3 separate regions of the Ovis aries genome follow, and regions 1 and 2 are each linked to region 3. A link is a contact called in public Hi-C data. All regions are on one chromosome and are shown on one strand. Each heading gives the region's core, a stretch centred on a gene start, on an enhancer-like site or on the middle of the called end of the contact. The rest is flanking DNA. Distances are from core to core; before and after follow the strand shown. Region 1 holds the start of SEPTIN3 (septin 3). Region 2 holds the start of NDUFA6 (NADH:ubiquinone oxidoreductase subunit A6). Region 3 holds the start of NFAM1 (NFAT activating protein with ITAM motif 1).

Region 1 (4,095 bases), core at 101-2,600, 470 kb before region 3:
GGCTGGGCCCAGGACAGGAGGCGGGAATGTGCAGGGTCCCTGCGTAGGCTTGGCTGCAATGTTCGGACTCTGGCCCCGGGGGAAGGCATAGGCTGCTCATTGTTCTACCCCCTCGCTCTCCACTCGGACTGAACGAGCCGGCCTTGGGAAGGTTTGAGGGACCAGCTTTGGGAGGAGGGTGGCAACTACCCCCACCCCCCACCCCACAAAAGATCATCACACGGTCAGCCAGCATCCTTACCAAGAACCCTGGGAACACAAAGCCCCTTCTCCTACACCCCATCAAGTGAAGGACGCAGGGCTCAGAGTTTGGAGCCCTGGAGATGTGGGTGTCCAGCTACTCGTTCATTGGGTAAAGCCTGGCAAGTCCACTACCCTCTCTGTATCTGCAGCTGTAAACAACTGGAATTGATGCAGAGGTCCCTGGAAAACACAAGGGTAAATAAAAGAAGAAATCAGAATTACGAGCAATTATTTCCTTTTTTTTTCTTTTTTTTTTCGGAGAAGGCAATGGCACCCCACTCCAGTACTCTTGTCTGGAAAATCCCATGGATGGAGGAGCCTGGTAGGCTGCAGTCCACGGGGTCTCTAAGAGTCCGACACGACTGAGCGACTTCATTCTCACTTTTCACTTTCATGCATTGGAGAAGGAAATGGCAACGCACTCCAGTGTTCTTGCCTGGAGAATCCCAGGGACGGGGGAGCCTAATGGGCTGCCATCTATGGGGTCACACAGAGTCGGACACAACTGAAGCGATTTAGCAGCAGCAGCAGCATTTCCTTTTTTAAAGAGGTTTTTTTTTTTTTTTGATGTAAACTGTTTTGTGAAGTCTTTACTTTGTTACAATATTGTTTCCGTTTTATGTTTTGGTTTTTTGGCCACAAGGCACATGGGATCTTAGCTCCTCAGTCGGGCATTAAACCCACACCCCTTGCACGGGAAGGCGAGGTCTTAACCACTAGACCACCAGGGAAGTCCCCAAGACAGTCATTTCAGTGGCAGAGGCCTGAATTCATTGTATGATGGTTAATGTGTTGGCACCTCTCACTGCATCCTCACAGCCGTGCGTGTGGGCCAGTTCTGCTCAGTTCTTGCACACGGTAGGGTTAATCTCCTTGCTTCCTTGTGATGGCTGGGACAATTCAACTAGTTCTTGCCAGTGAGTTGTGATCGGAAAAGTCCAGGCCAATGCATTTCATAGCTAGTGCATGCCTCACCAGTGTCTCCTGCCTTCTGCCTCAATGACTAGCCCAGCTCCAGAAGGTGGCTGCTCCATCAGCCTGGGTCCCCGAGATGACATGGAGCAGAGCCAAACGGCAGTGGACACGAGGCATGAATCAGAAACAAGCATTCCATATTACAAGCCATTGAGATTTTGGAATTGTTTGTGACTGCGACATAATTTAACCCGTCTTGATTGATACAATTTCCAGTTCACAGATGAAGAAACAGGAGCTCACAGAGATCAACTTGTTCAAAATCGCACAGCTGTAACACACCCAGGTTGGAGACTCTAGAGCTCGAGTCACTTGTCTGGGAGGCTACCACGAGGATTTTTTGCTTGGGTGGAGGTCTGTCCTTTGAGGCCACTTTCAGACCTGTCAATCTTTCCTTTGGCGGTAAAGAAACCTGGGTACAGACACAAGGCGGGTGGTCATTGCCACTTTGGGCCACTAGGGGGCAGCTGAACACAAGTTTGCAATCACAGGACAGGCAGTTGTGACTTAGCAGTAGCAGTTTTCTCTAGGCCCCCCAGAATGGAAGAGAGAGCTGGGGAAGATGGGCAGTAGGAATACCGAGATGAACAAGACTCATACCTTGCTTTCAAGGCCCTAACATTCTGGCATGGAGCAAGATGGAGGAGTTCTAGACCTTCAAGAGGCCACATGAAGGCATCTGGTCCCTATTTGAAAAGGCAACTTGAGGCCCAGATGGACAAGAGATCTGATAGAAGCTACACACTGAGTCACTGGCCGAAGAGAGGAGAGAAGCTAAGACCCCCGACTCCAGCTCAGAGATGATGCGATCCAGTGGGGTGGGCGGTAAAAGCTCCCCCCCCCAGCACAACACAATCCAGAAAGAGCTGTGCCAGCCCCTCCCCCAGCCTCGTCTGTTCTTCCAGGAACCAGGCTGGTCCTCAGGCCTCAAAGGCAGGGGAGAAGGGGAGAGAACTCCAGGCAGATCCCCTCCCCCACCCAACCTTCCAGCAGGTTGCCCTGGCAACCCAGGAACAGCCAAGTTTGAAAACCTAAAGCTGGAGGAGGAGAGAATGGATAAGAAGAGGGACAGTTCCTAGGTCCACGTATCCACCACTCACTGAATCATTTTTTGTCTTTCATTCATTCATTCTACAGAAACTTAAGAGGCTAATCCTTGCCAGGCCCTGGGGGAAGACTCAGAGAAGAATAAAATCTGGGCCCTTCAGAACTATGCTGTCCAATATGATAACCATAAATTAAAATGAAATAAACATTCAGTTCCGTGTTCGCTGTAGCCACATGGTAAGTGCTCACGAGCCGCGTGTGGTCAGCGGCCATCACATTGGACAGCACAGATATAGAACGCTCCCATTATCGCAGAAAGTTCTGTAGGCCAGTGCGGCTCCAGAAGCTCGCTGGCTAAGGAGAGCGACACATGGGAAAATGGACCAGACCACACAGCATGGTGTGGGCCACCGTGTCCTCATCAGGAGAAAGCAGGGGATGCCGGAAGAATGCTGAGTCTAGCTCCTGGCTCGGGTCAGTGCTCAGTGTCCGCTGTCACCACGCTACAGTTCCTGTAAGGATTGTTTACATCAGCTGTCTGAGCAGGCTGCGTGCTCCTTCCCAGCCCTGAGGCAGTGCTGGTCCATAGTAAGTGTTCAGTAAACGGCAGCTATCATTAGCACCACAATTATTATGACTATTCCTATGACTCATTGGAAAAGGCCCTGATGCTGGGGAAGACTGAAGGCGGGAGGAGAAGGGGACGACAGAGGGTGAGATGGTTGGATGGCATCACTGACTCGATGGACAGGAGTTTGAGTAAGCTCTGGGAGTTGGTGATGGACAGGGAGGCCTGGCGTGCTGCAGTCCATGGGGTCACAAAGAATCAGACGTGACTGAGCAACTGAACTGAACTGATTCCTATGAAACAGACAGAAGAGGACACCCAGCCCAGCCCAAGGGCCAGGGTCTGCGGACAGCCCACAATGCCAGCGCCGGGCTGGGAGGCCTTGTGGGTTTCCTCAACCCCAGGGGAGGGTCATCTTCGCAGGCTCAGGGGCTCAGTACAGGATCTGGCTGGAGCGAGCACAGGCTTGGGGGATAGTTGTTGAAGCAGACGGTCCCTGCTTTAGTCTCTAGCTTGCTCCACGAAAGACCTCAGGCGGGTGGGCAAGATAGTCTGAGGGTCAGAGAGCTAAACAGGGTGCGTGGCGATGCAGAGGCAGGCACAAGGGAGGTCAGCTCCAGGACCAGCAGAGTGTGGCTGTGTTTGGAGTCTCCCTGTTCTTACTGCAGACATCTCTCCGAGGGTCAGAGTCCGGGGGAGATAGAGGAGAGTTGGGGAGGGCAGACAGCAGGGCACCATCCCCCAGGTGCCCTTGAGTCCATAGTGGCCCAGCCTGGCCGTTACGAGCCTCCCATGGCCCTTTGGGATTCCAGAGGCTCAGAGCAGCCATTCACTGACGCCCACTGCCAAGAAGCCAGCCCCTCCCTACCCCAGAGCCCAGCCCAGCTGGGGACATCGCTGGTGGGACAGGTCAGGAGAGGGCTGGGCCCTGGGCCTAAGACCACAAGCCTGGATGCTGAGCGAAAGCCCATGAGAGGACCAGAGGGATGAGGCCCCTGAACTGGTCACCACCTAAGCTGGCCAGAATCTGGGTGCGGAGGAGGTGAGGGCCCTGCCCTGGAGTTCGCTTCCCAGACTGAGAACCTTCAGACCTTTCTTATTCTCTGATCAAGGCGGGTGAGTCTTTGTGGCTGGGGGGAGGACAGGACCAAGTGATTGATGGGGCACGGAGGGAGGCTCAGTGAAGGGAAGGGATCTGGGGACGTTAGAACAGATTCGGAAATTCTGTCCTCTGGCCAGCTGTGTGTGTGTGTGTGTGTGTG
Region 2 (4,250 bases), core at 197-2,696, 360 kb before region 3:
CAAGACAAGAGGAGCTGCCAGCATTTAAGGAGTGTCTAAATGTCAGACCCTATGCCAAGTACTTTAGATGCATAAACTTATTTAATAGAGCAACTGTCTGAAGAAGGTACTATTATCATTCTACACATGAGGAAACTGAGGCATAGTGAGATGAAATAGCTTGCTCATGGTAACACAGCTAGTAAGGGCCAGGGTTTGGAGGCAAGTCCAGATAACTACATTCTCCTGCTTCTCACACACAGGCAAGGAAGCGGCAACCCTGAGAGCTCTGGTGCTCAGGTCATTTAAAAACACGTCTCCTCTCAAACCACCAGTGGCGGCCTCCATTAAAACACACTTCTCCAGCGGATCTTTCCAACCCAGGGATCGAACCCTGGTCTCCAGCATTGTAGGCAGATTCTTTATCGACAGAGCTAGCAGGGAAGCCCTAAAACACCGTAAGTCAGATTAGACAATTACAAAATATGGACAGTGCCTGACATTTGTACTGCCCTTGACACTTTGCCCAACTTTTCTTTGGTCAGGGACACTGGGCAGCAGCACTGATGGAGATGCCAAGACAAAATCTCTCTGAACCCAGGGAACTTATGTCTAAGTCCTTCAGGAGGACAGACTGGTTCTCTAAGTGAAGACAGGAGTTCTGGTGCAAGCAGGGAAAGGAGTTCCTAAGGAATATTAGGGGCCTGTGGAGCTGGGTAAAAAGACCTGGGAGACTGCAGAAGGAGGCCACCTAAACCGGAGGGACTGGAAAAGGCACCACCATCTTTCTGGATGACCTTGGGAAACTCACTTCCCTTCTCTGGTACTGTTTCTTTGCGGTCGATGTGGGAACCAGGTGGTCGCTGAAACCCCACAACCCTTCTGTTTATATAACCTAATGGGAATCTGTAAATACATTCAGGAACTCGAGTAGGGCTCCAGATCCACCAGGGGCGGGCCCTCGGCCGTGCACAGATCACTTCGACTCTAAGTGCCTCGACTGCTTCATCTACAAAACGAAGTGTGTCACTGACAGTCCCTGCTCTCCCTCCCAAGGGTTCAGGAAGAATTAGGGGGCCAAACAGCGAGGGCTCCTAGAAACGCGGTTCCGACCCACAGCACGGCTGGTATGGCCCCCGCGCAGCCGCCAGGTCAGGTCCACCAAGGCTCGTGTGACCCTACTCGCCTGAAGCGCTCGGAATCACCTCTGCTCAAGTTGGTGACCTCAGCTCGGCCCGGCAGAAATGGGAGGCCGGGACGGCTGCGACCTTGGGCGGCTGCCTCCCGGGCCCCGCGTGAGCCGCTGCCTCTCACCAGTGTTCGGCACCTCCCGATACCAGGCGCGGTAGAGCTCGCGCACCCTCCGCTTGGCCTCGTTCATGTCCCGACTGAAAATAGGCTTCACCGAGGTGCTGGCTGCAACAGCAGCCTGCCGGAGTCCACTCGCCGCCATCTTGCTGAGAAAATCACTTCCCAGCTCCACCCCGTTTCAACCTGTAAGTGCAGCCGAGGTACGAATCTTTTTTCTCATTGGCTAGAACTTAAAGTCCCGCCCCTAAATGCCACTGGTGGGCGGGTAAACGGATACAGAGCTCTCTGATTGGCGGGGAAACCCCTCTCTCTGGGTGGAGACAGGCAGGTGTAGGCTGCGCATGCTCACCTGCGGAATCGTACGGCCTGCCGTTGGGCGTCCTAACTGTTGCCCGACCGCGCTGACAGGGGGCGCTCAGGCCCAGACTGGCGGCAGTGCCCGAGCCTGCTGACCGGCGTCCACTGCATCACGCCCGCGAGCCGCTCCGGGCGCTGCTGTGGTAACGTACATCGGCGCGCGCTTCGTGGAGCTTCTATATCAGCTCGCCACGCTCGGGTCACGGGCCCTCCTGAGGTAGATAATGGCGCCTGGGCTGCTGTGTCGTCGGCCTGGCCCCTCTGCAGATTTTCTGCAGCTGTTTTTCCCCACCTTTAAGCCAACTCTTTCGAAGCTCAGTATAGAAGTGCACGCGCTCTCCTGGCCTTGAGCTTCTTTGTGCTTCTCCCCAGCCCAGGGAGGTAGCTTATATCATCTGTTCCCATTTTAGATGGGGACGTTTTCATCCCAAACTCTGGATGAAATTCTGTGAAAACAGCCCAGAATTTTGGAGCTGGAAGGAACCTTGGGTCGTCCATTCTGGGTACCTCTCTTTTTCCTGGTATTTTTCTATTATTTATTTATTTAGTTTTCAGCCACGCCTGCGTGGCAGTGGGGTCTCAGTTCCCCGACCAATGGCCCCTATAGTGGAAGCTTAAAGTCTTAACCACTGGACTGCTGGGGAAGCCCCTTTCCTGACATTTGTCTACTGAGGCTATCTCTGAACGTCAGGGGGAGAGCCTAGAAGAGTAAAAGGAAAAATAACAGCTAACAACATATCAGGCGGTGGGTAGATATTGTTAGTCTTCCTTCATCTCCTAGGCCAGGTAGGTCCTGTTAGCACCCCCATGTTACAGGTGAGGAAGCTGAAATGGTGCAGGCTAGGTTACTTGCCATTTTAGGTTCTGCACCAGACTGACTGCTGTCTGGAGTCTTATCTATCTCGTCTGGAGTCTGTCTATCTCTTCTGGAAATGCATTTGACAAACACCTTATGAGTGTTAGGGAAGGAGAAGTCAGGGCTGAACTTGGCTTTGAGACCTCAGCCACCATAGGGGATGGACCTGCATCTAGCCTAGTCTTTCCCATTGTAAAGGATAAAAAACTGGATTTCTCCCCTTGTGCTATTTTTTTAGTGTACATTGAAGTGAGTCGTGTGTTTAAAGAAAGCATGTAACGTGTAAGTTATAAGGGATAACAGAATGGGAACTTTTGAACTTCAATACCCGCCTCAAGAAGTTGTAGTACAGTTAAGATTTATGTAAAGTGTTCAGTTCAGTTGCTCAGTCATGTCCAACTCTTCGTGACCCCAGGCCTCCCTGTCCATCACCAACTCCCAGAGCTTGCATTTAAAGTGTGCGGTGCTCCTGTTAACCACTGTTTTACATTCTTCAGGCACATTAACTAGTTGAAGCTTCCCGACACACCTGTGAGATAAATGCTGTTATACCATTTTACAGATTAGAAAATTGAAACACAGTGGCCAAGTTACTTGACAATATTGGACTGAGACCCAGGTAGCTGACCTGGTTCGAGCTCCTGCCTCCTCTAGGAGTAACCGCTATCATGAATTTAGTGTTTAATATTCTTATCCATTGAAAGAAAGTAAGGTCTGGACTTCCGTGGTGGCCCAGTGGTTAAGAATCTGCTTGCCAAATGGATTTGATCCCTGGTCCAGGAAGATTCCACATGCCTCCAGGTATCTGGGGCTTCCCTTGTGGCTCAGCTGGTAAAAAATCCACCTGCAATGCGGGAGACCTGGGTTCGATCCCTGGGTTGGGAAGATGCCCTGGAGAAGGAAACAGCTACCACTCTAGTATTCTGGCCTGAAGAATTCCATGGACTGTATAGTCCATGAGGTCGCAAAGAGTCGGACACGACTGAGCGACTTTCACTTTTCTTTCTAGGCGTCTAAGCTGCCGGGCCCTAGCACCCGGGAGCCACAACTACTGAAGCCTGCACAGCTGGAGCCTGCGCTCTGCTGCAAGAGAAGCCGGTGCTGTGAGAAGCCCATGTACCACAACGGGAGGAAAGCCCACATGCAGCAATGAAGACCCAACGTAGTCAGAAATAAATGAAGTCTGTGGGGAAAAAAAAAATCTCTAAAACAGCTCACAACTAGAGGGAGAATATGTGCAAATCATCTATTCCATAAGGGACTTCTATCTAAGATATATAAAAGACTTACAACTCAATTTTTTTAAAAGCCCTATTTGAAAATAAGCAAAGGCGACACCACCAAATGCTCATGAGAATGCAGAGCTGCAGGAACTCGCACTGTTGGTGAGAATACAGCCAGTGCAGAAAACAGCTTGGCAGTTTCTTACAAAACTAGCATACTCTGGACTTGCCGGTGGTCGGGGGTTAAGACGTCAATCTTTCACTTCACGGGGCTCAGATTTGATCCCTGGTTGGAAAACGTTAAGATCCCACATGCCATGAGGCACAGCCAAAACACAAAAAACTAACATACTCTTACCATATAAGCCAGTAATCACACACCCTGGTATTTACCCAAATGAGCTGAAAAATTATGTCCACACAAAAACCTGCACGTGGATATTTATAATAGCTTTATTTATAGTTGTCAAAACTTGGAAGCCACCAAGAAGTCCTCCACAAGGTGAATGAATAAATAAGCTGTG
Region 3 (4,385 bases), core at 678-3,177:
TCCCTCCATCAAACTCTCAAAGCTCAGAGACAAGAGGGTGGGGAGGGGCGTGGCACAGCTTAGAGACAGAACCCAGGACCCGCAGGGGAAGGACCAGGAGGACTGGGTGCTGTCTGCTGCTCCGAGAGGAGACCACAAGGTGTTTCCACCTCTTGCAAAAGAGCAGAGTTTCTCTTGTGTACAATGTTTCCTGCAATCCTGGGGGGCGGGGGCAGGGAATATGTTGTTTGTTTGTGGTCAAGACAGTTACAAACGGCACTTTTCACAGCAGCACCCCCAAAAGTCTCTTCTACTCAGTTACTGGGGTGTGCGGGGGTCCCTTTTGGGGAAGAGGGACCACGCAAAGAGAAATGATGGAACTGGGGGAAAAATTAAAACGAATGAGTTTCAACACGTTGTCACCAAGAAGCTGCATTTCCTCAGCCTTCCTTGAATTGGGGGTGGTGGTTGGTGATGGGGTGGGGGGTGTGAGGTGCACAGGAGATGACCTCACAGGGGCTGGGCTGTCAGGCCTGCGGTAGGGGTGGGTACACCCAGTTGAGTCTTGCCTTCCCAAAGGGGTAGATTTTTTGTGAAGGATGTTCTTTACAAAGAAAGGCAAGAGGATCCCTGGAGCCCACTTCTAAGGGTCAGTTCAGAGCTGAACCTGGCCTCTACTCACCCTCCAGGCTGTGGGCCAGCTATGCTGGGCCTCAATTTCTCGGTGCTTACATGGTGCCAGTGGGAACAGCACCCCAAGGGTACCTTGAAGGGGCCTGAGTACAAGTGTAAAGCCCAGCTTATGTGCGCAGAGAGGCTAATTTATGATAATAAGAGTAGATGTCGAGCCTCCCTGGTGGTTCAGTGGCTAAGACTCTGCTCTCCCAAAGCAGGGGGCCCGCGTTAATTCCCTGGTCAGGGAACTAGATCCCACATGCCACAACTAAGAATTCACATGTTGCAACTAGAGATCTCGCATGTCGCAACTAACACCCAGCGCAGCCAAATAAATACATTTTTAAAAAATACATGGACAAATATAGCTGTTATTGCTTATGGTATGAGTGAAAGGGAGAGGATGGAGCAGAAGGGTGGGAGCAGCTCCTAGAAGGCTCATAAAAATCAAGGTGAATGAAAAGGGAAGCATCCAGCCTGCACCCAGCCTGCCCAGCGGGATGGGCAGAGGCTGGGGCTACAGGAGGGTGGGCACTGCCCAGGTGAGACAGCCTCAGAGACCCCAGAGCCAGGGTGGGCAGCCCTGGTGGGGGACACTCCTGGGAGTTCCCTGGTCTGGATGAACTGGCCCCTAGGCCACCCATCCTAGGGCCAGGCTTGGATCCATCCCCTCAGCTTCCCAGGCTCCTTGCCCTATGACCAGCGGTGGCCTCCCTCCCTCAGCCCCACCCCTCCCAACGGGGAACTGCAACACCAATGGGCAGGTTCAAGGCGTGGGTTCCGCAATCAGATACCTTGGGGGTGAGCTGCCCCTCCCCAGAGATCCCACACCCCACCGGATGGCCCCCCTTCCCAGCCCACAGCAACGCCCACCCACCTCGCTGAGGGGCCAGGGGGTCAGGAGGAGCCGAGAGGGAGGCTGTTCCAGCAGCGAGAGGGGGCCTCGGCCCCGCCTCTTCAAAAGCCACCTCGGCAAGGCATTAGCTAAACATCTCCTGGTCCCCGAAGGCTTCCCCTGTGAAGTCTGCAATGTTCAAACGCAACCAGCAAATCCCCGGAGACGGGTCCGGGGAATTAGCCGCGCGGCGGATGAAAGCGGCTGTGATGTGCGCGAGGCAGAGAGCTCGGGAGGAGGGGAGGACCGCGTACCTGCGCCTGCCAGCGGCAGGGTCCAGGGGAGCAGGATCAAGCCCAGCAGCCCGGGGGCCGGGAGGGGGCCCGGCCGGGCCCTAGGCCGAGGAGGCCAGCTCTCCATCGGGGCCTCCTTCCTCTTTAGGTCGCGGGCGGGGACAGCCTGCTGGTAGCCACGGTTGCCCTTGGCGTCCTTAACAGGCTCCTCCCCGGCCGGCCTTCTGCTTCCTCCAGGTCTCAGTTGACCGCCTTGTCCTCTCAATGACCCCGGACTTTCCTGGTGGGAACAGTTTCAGGCCAGGACGCCGCCAGGCGAGGATCTGGGGCTCCCAGCCGTCCAAGATGTGCAGATGTGACTTGGAGCGCCAAGAACTGATGCTTTTGAACTGTGGTGCTGGAGAAGACTCTTAACCTTCCTTTGGAATGCAAGGAGATCCAACCAGTCCATCCTTAAGGAAATCAACCCTGAATATTCATTGGAAGGACTGATGCTGAAGCTCCACCTGATGCGAAGAGATAACGCATTGCAAAAGACCCTGATGCTGGGAAACATTGAGGGCAAGAGGAGAAGGGGGTGACAGAGGATGAGATGGTCAGATGATATCACTGACTCAATGGACATGGGTTTGAGCAGACTCTGGGAGACAGCAAAGGACGGGAAGCCTGGCATGCTTCAGTCCATGGGATCGCAAAGAGCTGGGCACGACTCAGTGACTGAACAACAGCAACAAGGACATGCCAAACAGAGAGGGGCTAGGCCTCCCGTTCCCGCCCCACCCTCACCCCTGAGGCGGTGGCTTCTCCCCTTCTCAGCCCCTTTTCTGCTGGATAAACTAGCCCAAAGGAGGGCAGGTCTAGCTGCTCAGGCCTGAAACTCTAAAAACACAATGGACCAACCCCATTCACACAAACTGCCTCTTGGAAATAGCCCAGGAGCCCCTTGGATCAAGGTACTCCTCAAAGAGGATGGTTTGGGATGTGGGGGTGGAAGGGGCTAGGGGGATGAGGGAGGGACAGGCATTTGGGGGTGGGGGTGGGCAAGAGCCCCAAGTTTCCAGCCTTTCACAGAGACCAAAAAGCCTGCTGTCTTTCCTTAGCCCAGCAACAGCCACCGTGGGGGTCCCCCTGAGAGGCCCAGCAGATACCTCCCCTCAGACCCTCCTCAGATGTCTTACCTGCTGCCGCTCCCCTAAACTCGTGCTGCCCCTCCGCCACCAGGAGGCCCAGGAATCGCTTCCCCATCAGGAGTGAACCTCAGTCCCTGTCCTCCCCTCCAAAGGCCCCCAACACAGGTCAGTGACTACCTGCCTCTTGGGTCCCTCTCCCCAGCAGACTGGGAGCCGGTGCAGGCCTGGCGTTCTGGAGCCCCGCACCAGGCAGAGCCGGATGGCATGGGGGACAGCTGCATGCCTGCCTGTCCAGAGAGGCAGAGGGAAGGGGTCTGGGGTGGAGGTGAGCAGCCAGCCGGCCCGCAGAGGAAGGCGGGGGGCACTGAAGGTGGTGAGTTCCAGCACAAGCTGAACACGCTCCCTTTTCCCCCATCATTGTGGGTGGTCCTCTGTCGTTGATTGTGTCAGACTCTTAACCCCACAGGCTGCAGCCCACCGGGCTCCTCCATCCGTGGGGTTCTCCAGGCAAGAATACCAGGGTGAGTGGCCATGCCCCACTCCAGGGGATCTTCCCGGCCCCAGGGATCAAACTCGAGTCTCCTGCAAATCACCTGCATTACAGGCGGATTCCTTACCGAGGGATCTCCTAGGGCCACCGAGGAAGCCCCTAGTACCCCATCAACCCTCAAGATCAAGGCTTTTATCCCAATCTGACGAACTCTGCCCCCAAGAGGCAAAGCAATATGCCCATGATAGGGGCAGCCCGGCTGGGTGAAGCCAGAGCCTCTCTTCCCATCCCTAACTGGCCTCCAGGGATGGCAACACTGGGTCCAGCTTCTGCCCTTGGTCTAAATGCTTTCCCCTCAGCCACTGAGCACACGAACAGTGAAAACCAGAAAGCTGTTTCCTACCAACTCCAGGAGCACCGGGAGGACGGCAGGCAGTAGGGCCCGCCCGCCAGGTGAGGAAGACAGATGAACCGCAGACACTTCTGCGGGCTGGGGGGTGGCAGGACCCCAGTGGTACTGACTGTGGATCCATCACCGTGATACATGATCACAGATGTCGCGGTGAGACACAGATAATCGGCTTCACGCTGTCTCCGAGCTCCTGGGGGGAGCAGGTTGTCTAAGCACCTCGATGCCATGGTGATAGACGTCATGTTAATGCCTCCATGCACGGAGGGAGCGTTATAAAGGCATCGGTCTGAGCCTCCAGGAGTCTCTTTATGACTTGGCATCTGGAGGCAGCCGAGTGCCAGGCTGCCTCGGAGCAGGGACCCCTGCCTGTCCCCTCTGGGGCCGCTCTGCCCCCCTCACCCCTGCGACCACCAACACAGAGCCTGCGGTCCCCTAATGGTGCTGCCTGCGCCCTGGGTCTGCACGCCCCTGGGTCCTAGGAACTTTGCCACCTCTGGGCCCGAGTCTAGCCTGCAGCCTCTTGCCTTCCTGGGGGTCTCCCATTTGTCTTTTTTTTTTTTCACCTCTGACT

Evidence for each region. Hi-C and Micro-C count contacts between places; a contact is called where the count stands out from the background.
Region 1: a Hi-C map of muscle shows a contact between it and region 3, with 5 times the contacts expected there. The contact joins the promoter of SEPTIN3 here to the promoter of NFAM1 in region 3. A contact is called at or near these places in 4 of 16 Hi-C or Micro-C datasets (hypothalamus, liver, muscle and 1 more).
Region 2: a contact with region 3 is called in a Hi-C map of hypothalamus, with 2.6 times the contacts expected there. The contact joins the promoter of NDUFA6 here to the promoter of NFAM1 in region 3. A contact is called at or near these places in 2 of 16 Hi-C or Micro-C datasets (hypothalamus and tail adipose tissue).

The regions. Positions count from the first base shown.
Region 1 is chr3:218,803,996-218,808,090 of ARS-UI_Ramb_v3.0, forward strand. It overlaps SEPTIN3 (septin 3), which reads left to right and starts at 1,351. Exons shown (of 11, transcript XM_042247815.2): 1 at 1,351-4,095. It overlaps LOC132659642 (a long non-coding RNA gene), which reads right to left. Exons shown (of 2, transcript XR_009600303.1): 2 at 472-1,630.
Region 2 is chr3:218,911,263-218,915,512 of ARS-UI_Ramb_v3.0, forward strand. NDUFA6 (NADH:ubiquinone oxidoreductase subunit A6) reads right to left here and starts at 1,447. Exons shown (of 3, transcript XM_027968166.2): 1 at 1,294-1,447. The coding sequence starts at 1,432. It overlaps LOC132659504 (a long non-coding RNA gene), which reads left to right and starts at 1,638. Exons shown (of 2, transcript XR_009600042.1): 1 at 1,638-1,864; 2 at 3,513-4,250.
Region 3 is chr3:219,271,013-219,275,397 of ARS-UI_Ramb_v3.0, forward strand. NFAM1 (NFAT activating protein with ITAM motif 1) reads right to left here and starts at 1,928. Exons shown (of 6, transcript XM_027966003.3): 1 at 1,804-1,928. The coding sequence starts at 1,909.